2 separate regions of the Hordeum vulgare genome follow, and region 1 is linked to region 2. A link is a contact called in public Hi-C data. All regions are on one chromosome and are shown on one strand. Each heading gives the region's core, a stretch centred on a gene start, on an enhancer-like site or on the middle of the called end of the contact. The rest is flanking DNA. Distances are from core to core; before and after follow the strand shown. Region 1 has its middle 14 kb from the start of LOC123446231. Region 2 has its middle 200 kb from the start of LOC123446230.

The links. Hi-C and Micro-C count contacts between places; a contact is called where the count stands out from the background.
Region 1: a contact with region 2 is called in a Hi-C map of leaf, with 6 times the contacts expected there. The contact joins two enhancer-like sites. A contact is called at or near these places in 3 of 6 Hi-C or Micro-C datasets (leaf and seedling).

The regions. Positions count from the first base shown.
Region 1 is chr4H:121,098,532-121,102,003 of MorexV3_pseudomolecules_assembly, reverse strand. No RefSeq gene overlaps it. Among protein-coding and RNA genes, the nearest start is that of LOC123446231, 14 kb to the left of the region's middle. Within about 2 kb of position 1,948, at least 1 of the 3 cell types and tissues checked has open chromatin away from gene starts, as enhancers often do. A contact at or near this core is called in leaf, where this site is marked.
Region 2 is chr4H:120,876,856-120,880,066 of MorexV3_pseudomolecules_assembly, reverse strand. No RefSeq gene overlaps it. Among protein-coding and RNA genes, the nearest start is that of LOC123446230, 200 kb to the left of the region's middle. Within about 2 kb of position 1,861, at least 2 of the 3 cell types and tissues checked have open chromatin away from gene starts, as enhancers often do. A contact at or near this core is called in leaf, where this site is marked.

The DNA of each region.
Region 1 (3,472 bases), core at 699-3,198, 220 kb before region 2:
CTTGATGGAGCCGCATCTCTCATTTTTTTTTAAATATGGACCTGCAACGACGAGTTTACATTAATCTTCCTGACAGGCCGATAGCGCCACATTTCAGTATGAATGAATACATACCCTAAATCATGCCAAATGAATTGGCATGTTAATCAAGTCCTCTGATATAGCATAGGGCCTCTACACATAGCAGGAACACATGGCAGGCATTGTGACATGTTGCATAGCCTCTTGTCCACCATATCAAGGGGGCCTACTGATAGCATGCTTGTGGGGAAAATGTCCATTTAATAATTGGTTACAATTCTTTTTTGCTATTAAATGTAGGCGTGCCTATGATGCGACAGGTAACATGCAATTATGAGGATCATGTTGTATTTTGTTTGTTTTATGTGTGCATTACCGAGTTACCTAATGACATCTCTCATTGCTCAAACAGTAGCATCCTGCATTTGACTTGCTATGTAATGATCAATGGTATTTCGGAGGATTCAGGGGTGTGAATAGCTAAAGGCCCCACTTCTATTTCTAGGTTATAATTATAAAGTATTTGTGCAAAGTGGTCATTTGTATCATAGCAGGTACATCTTTAAAAGAATCCAAATGAACGCTCGTTGTGTATCCTCTGATGCTTTATTGTGTCAATAAATCCGCCCTTTATCATCTTTTTTGCCAGGCGAAGTATATACATGTAAATTTTGGCTATTTTTGTTGATTATTTGTGTTGTGGTAGAAACAAAAGTAAATATGTTACCTTTTTGGCACAGGTTGTAAATTCTATTTTTTTAAATGAATTTAGACCCCCTCGGTTACTAGTTTTAAATACAAATTTAATGGTATGGTTTTTGGTTGTGAATATTTTTATATACAAATTCAATGGCATGTTTTGTTGACAGGTGCCCAAGTGGTGGGGTTGTACATCCAATTCCCTGGCCAAGTGAGGCTAAATAAAATTTGAAAAGAGGGAGTGAGTCAAGACAATAGTTTAGGGGATAAAATTTGACCTTTTTCTTTTTAGCAAGCTTTGCAGTTATCTTCGATTTATGCATCTCCTTTTACACTATGCTATCATTCATACAGATATATGTGACGTCCAGCAACTCGAAGCAGTTACTGGTACAAGTACTGTACCCTGTAATTTGCTACCTTTCTGTCAGTCAGAAATATCTGTGTGCACTGATATGCTGCAACTTGTTGCTCCCTGTACACTTATAGACTAATCCTCTGAGTTTGAAAACATTTGTTGGAGAATGGTATCCATCACATTCTTGCAACAATAAGATGCAAGTAACAGGTGGTAAGTCTCAACTGAAGGCTGAGGGCATTGCCAGTGGTGCCTTTGGGTCAAGTCCTCAACTACAAAAGAGTTGGCTGGCTGAGGTGGTCCTTGTGGTGTTGATTTGGTTAGTGGTTGGGAGGTAAGCAGCTAACTCTGTAGGCTGATCCTATTGTACACTAGTACTTTCATGTGAACTGAGATATGAACAAGTTAAAGCACTGTTTAGGGGTGTCCTTTTTGTGACCACCTTTTGAGCCATTAGCGCTGGTTGTTCACTTGCTAGTAATGTATACCTCAGGCTCTTTAATTTTGTATCAGCAGCTGCGTATGGTCTACACAGCTGGTTCCAGTCTTGCTTTTCAATAGATGAAGTATTTTATTCCTCTCACTGGAAATCCTTTATTTTTCTCCAAGTAATTAGTGCTTCAGTTGCAGATTAAATAAATATGTAATACTCCCTCCGATCCAAAATAAGTGTCGCAGTCAGTTTTAAACTGGTGCTAGTTCAAAACTGTGACACTTTTTATGGATCGGAGGTAGTACGTATTATTTAAGCATTCAAGTGTTGATACTCACTAGTTTTAACTCTCTGGCAGACATTGTTACATCTGTCTGTCAACAGGCATCCTTTTAGCACCACCTAATTAAGTCATCTACTGTCATGTCCCTGTGTTATGTTTCCTCCATATGTCACCTTTAATCCAAGGCAAAATCTGGACCAGCGAGTACCTATTGCACTAATGGGTGATTAGTACACTGAAAGAGATATTTGGAAATTGGAATTCTAAAGCGAATACTAGTCGGAGCAGAACGGTAATTTCTTGAATGAATTAGGTGACTGTAATTTGTTGAATAACCATGCAGGTTACTTTAATTAGTGTTTCCACTTTCCCATGATTAAATGGTTCAGTTTTAATTATTGACTCATCAGATTTTAAATATGGTAGTAAGAAGTTGCAACAGCGCTATGTGGCATTTGCATAAATTCCTTGATTTTCTAGCATAGCAGGCGCTGGGGACTTGTCAAACAAGAGCTTAGTTTCCGTAGAAGTATACAAAGTTATATGAGATACTTTTTTTTGACGCGTTATATGAGATAGTTCTTTGGTTGGCATAATAAACCAAACCATTTTACTGATAATTTTTGTATGGGAAAACTGATAAAAAGTACTCCCTCCGTCCCAATATAAGTGACTAAACTTTATACTAACTTTAATATAAAGTTGAGACACTTTTGAGTCACTTATTTTGGGACGGAAGGAGTATTTAAAAGAACTGGAAAGTGAAGTTTCCTCCGGTCAATGGCAATTGTTTATGAATTCAAATTAGATTGATGCATGACACTTGTGTGTGCCTTCAGATCTCCCCTTAGTTCACACATCACCTGTCTATTAAAGAGCAATTAAATACTTGATGATGACATTATCCTTACACTACTATATGCCTCACCTTCAATGCATAATTGTATGCTTGCTCCTGAGGATACCCCTTAGGGTCCCCTCCACCCCCACACCCCCAAATTTCGTGAAGGAGATGGCAACTTATGTCTGTCAACCGATGACACAATACATAGTCTGAATATGTGCATAGTACAAATATATGCAGGCACACAAAGATCGATTACTTTTGATGTTATTTGAAATGGCAGGAAGTAACGAAATAAGAAAACATATTGCCATACGTGTTGATGAATGGTTAAAATGCTGTGCCCATCACCTCATCAGTTTGCTCCGCTTTTTTCTGGGGATGATCTTATTCAGAAATTCAGATTATTCCCATTTCCTCAACTGACAGTCTGACAATCAGTTCCACTGCAGCCACAACACAGATATACACAGAGACTCTTTCAAAAGTTTGGAACTGCTCTTCTAGTGCAAGTTTAAAACACTGACTTTGTTTTATGTTCCTGCAGGAAATGAACTGATTCCTGTGAAATTCCTATGTTGGAAACAGTCCCTTACTGTTAGGGATGCAAAGCGGTGCCCGATTTTGCCCGCTTCTAGCTTTCCAGCATCTAAATCGTTAGGAGAGTTTGAAGCTGTTGGTGTATTCCAAAGTCCAAACTAATTCATCGAGCCTAGCGCGGCCGGCACCTGCATCCTTACTTACTGTAGAGCCAAAAAGGTTTCCTGGAAGGGTCAATGTAGCTTGTTCATGTGCTCCACTCAGGTAACATAAATCGATCTTTCGTACTTGATT
Region 2 (3,211 bases), core at 612-3,111:
CAAGACCTCCAGGGCCGGTCCTGAGATTTCGGGGGTCCGGGACGAAACAAAAATTTAGGGCCCCATAGTATAAATAAATAGTATAGATTGACGAAATAAATAGCAAAAAAAATGAGACACAATTTTTTTACGTGGAAAACCCAATTTGCTGGATCATAAATATCCACATGAACTGGTTCTTCATCAATAGTAGCAGATTCCGTGGGAGATGAATTATGGTCATGATCACTCACATTGTTATCGTCCGCGTCGATGTCAACATTGTCTTCTGTATGGATATCATCTTCTAGATCCACATTACTTGGTTCTCCCACAAAAACTAACGCCAACTCATCTGGATTTTTTGAAGTGGATGGGTTACTCTTAAAATACTTAGGAAGAAATCCTCTTTGTGAATCTACCAAATTTTGATTTGCTTTCCTCTTTTTTCTTTTAGCAGCATCTGATTTAGGCTTCATAATAATTCTGAAAATAAATAAATACGAATCAAAATTAGGGCATAAACTACCTAAAAAATAAAAACGAATCACTAGAAGTAATCACAGGGACGAATCACTAAAATAAAAATATCATCTTCAAAATGTTCTGCAACTTTTCTGATTTCCCGGTCTAGATCTGGATGCAACTCCTGCAAACTAGTGTCTAGCTATTTCCTGTTTGTATCTCTCAGCAGAAGGGACACACATGGCCTGGGGACGCACCACCGCCACGGACTGACCAGGCCCTGCTTGGGACTGACGAACGCCACGGGGGAAGTTGCCGTCGAGGAGCGCTGGATCTCCTGCTGTGCGTTCGTGGCTTCGTGCGTCGGTGCGTCGCTAGGGAATAGGGATGAGGGATCTCGATCGCCGCCGCCGTGCAGGGAGACGAGAGTCGAGAGAGCCAGAGAACGCACGATCAATCCATCCTGTCGTGGTGATAAGAGCTCCGCTCCAGCCCATTTTGTGATTTGTCTTGTCTCTTGGGCCACAGAATAGGCCTGGTTTCTATTTTTTTCTATATTAATTATAATACTTATTAGTAAGTTAGTATACGTATATATGCAGGGGGCCCTCAAAAAATTTGGGCCCGTCCGGCCGCCCCGCGGACCCCCCCCCTCGGGCCGGCCCTGTCGGCGCGTCGCTAGGAAATAGGGATGAGGGATCTCGATCGCCTTCGCCGTGCAGGGAGACGAGAGTCGAGAGAGCCAGAGAACGCACGATCAATCCATCCTGTCGTGGTGATAAGAGCTCCGCTCCAGCCCATTTATGATTTGTCTTGTCTCTTGGCCATAGAATAGGCTTGGTTTCTAATTTTTTTTCTATATTAATTATAATACTTATTAGTAAGTTAGTATACGTATATATGCAGGGGGCCCTCAAAAATTTTGGGCCCCGTGCGGCCGCCCCCGCGGACCCCCAGGGCCGGCCCTGAAGACCTTACACTCTTAGATGCAGCGGCATACCAATGCAGCAAGCAAGCATATTGATGAACATTTTAAATCCCTGGGCTACTTTAAATCTACAAACTCTTTTCAGCTACATTTTTTTATGAAAAACTATAAGAAAAATACGTTTTGTATTTTTTAACACAAGACCTTACACTCTCACACGCAGCGGCATACGAATGCACCAAGCAAGCATCCGTTATTAATGAACATTTTAAATCCATGAACTTTATTTTAAATCCACAAACTTTTTCAGTTTCATTTTTTATGAAAATAAAATAAGCAAAATATGGTTCGTCTTTTGTTGTGAGACCGCAAGCGACGGTAGCAAAAAGCCTAGAAAACTCAAATGTGCATGCGAGCACGAGACCTCCTGGGAGCTCCTATCTACCACATTATGCACCAAATACCAGAGCTGGACGCACACTCAAAAAGGCACCTGGGCCGGCCCAACAGCAGGACCGCAGTTTGCAAAATTCCAAAATTTAGTGCTCTTGCTGTTAGTCGAACACAAAACCTAACACGCAGCAGCATACCAATGCACCAAGCAAGCATCCTTTATCAATGAGTAGCGCGGCACTTTAGAAACTAGGGATATCCATAGATTTCAAAGATTTCTCAAATATCAAACGAGTTTTTTTGTGAAACAACTGAATACTTTTTGAAACGCGAACATTTTTCAACGCCGTGAGCAAAAAGTTGAAAACATGAGCAATCTGGAAAATTGGAACACATTTTCAAATTTTTGAAAATGAGAAAAAAAATCATGATTTTTTTGAAACTCTGAACCTTCAAAAAACACAAACATATTTTAAAATTGCAAAGAATTTTCGAGAAACATGATTTTTTTTATACTTTGCCATTTAAAAAATGTGAACAAAATTCAAAATTCCAAATACTCCGGAAAATATGAACAATTTTGGAAATTTCGAACATTTTCTGAACATGTGAACAAATTTTGAAAGATGAGAACAAAAAACATTACCAAATTTTTTGATTGCATGAATAAATATTGAAGCTGTGAACATTTTTGCAAACATGTAAATTTTTTAAAATCTACACAATATTTGGAAAAAATAATAAAAATTTCGAAACTTCAAACTTTTTGGAAACCATGAATAAATTTCAAAAATTTGAACTTTTGGAAAATGAACATTTTTTAAAACATGAAGAAAATTTTATGTTTTTGAAAAATACACATTAAATAAAATGTTTGAGTATGTTAAACATCTTTGAAATTTGCGATTTTTTTAGAAAAAGCAAACATGAAAAATACGAACTTGAAAAAGAGACAAAAAACAAAAAGAACAAAATTATTAAAAAATCAAGAAGAAAGAAACCAAAAAATGAAAAAGAAAACACACTAAATAAAATAACTAAACCGGTACAAAAGAAACCGGTTCAGGGAAGGTTCCCAAAACCTGCTAGATTGCTATGGTGGAGTGGACCGGTCCAATTCTCGCGTTTGAGGGATCGTGTGTGCGAAATTTGATCAATTTGATGCAGTAGGCGTTAAATATTATTTTACCTCATATTGATGAACAAGCTGGTAATACTTCTTATAGTGATTAAAATGTTCTTAAAGACACACTTTCATCATGATTCATTGACTTCATATTCATTGTCTTGATAACGTTATGTAGATGGACTAGAGCTAAGGTACTATTCTTATGTGAACAAACACCTACTTATAATTATACCCTCCACTAGGGACAAAGCCATGATTCTAACACATGGGGTCGGCATTTTATGTGCAGTGTGAATACTTTAAGATAAATTATGCGG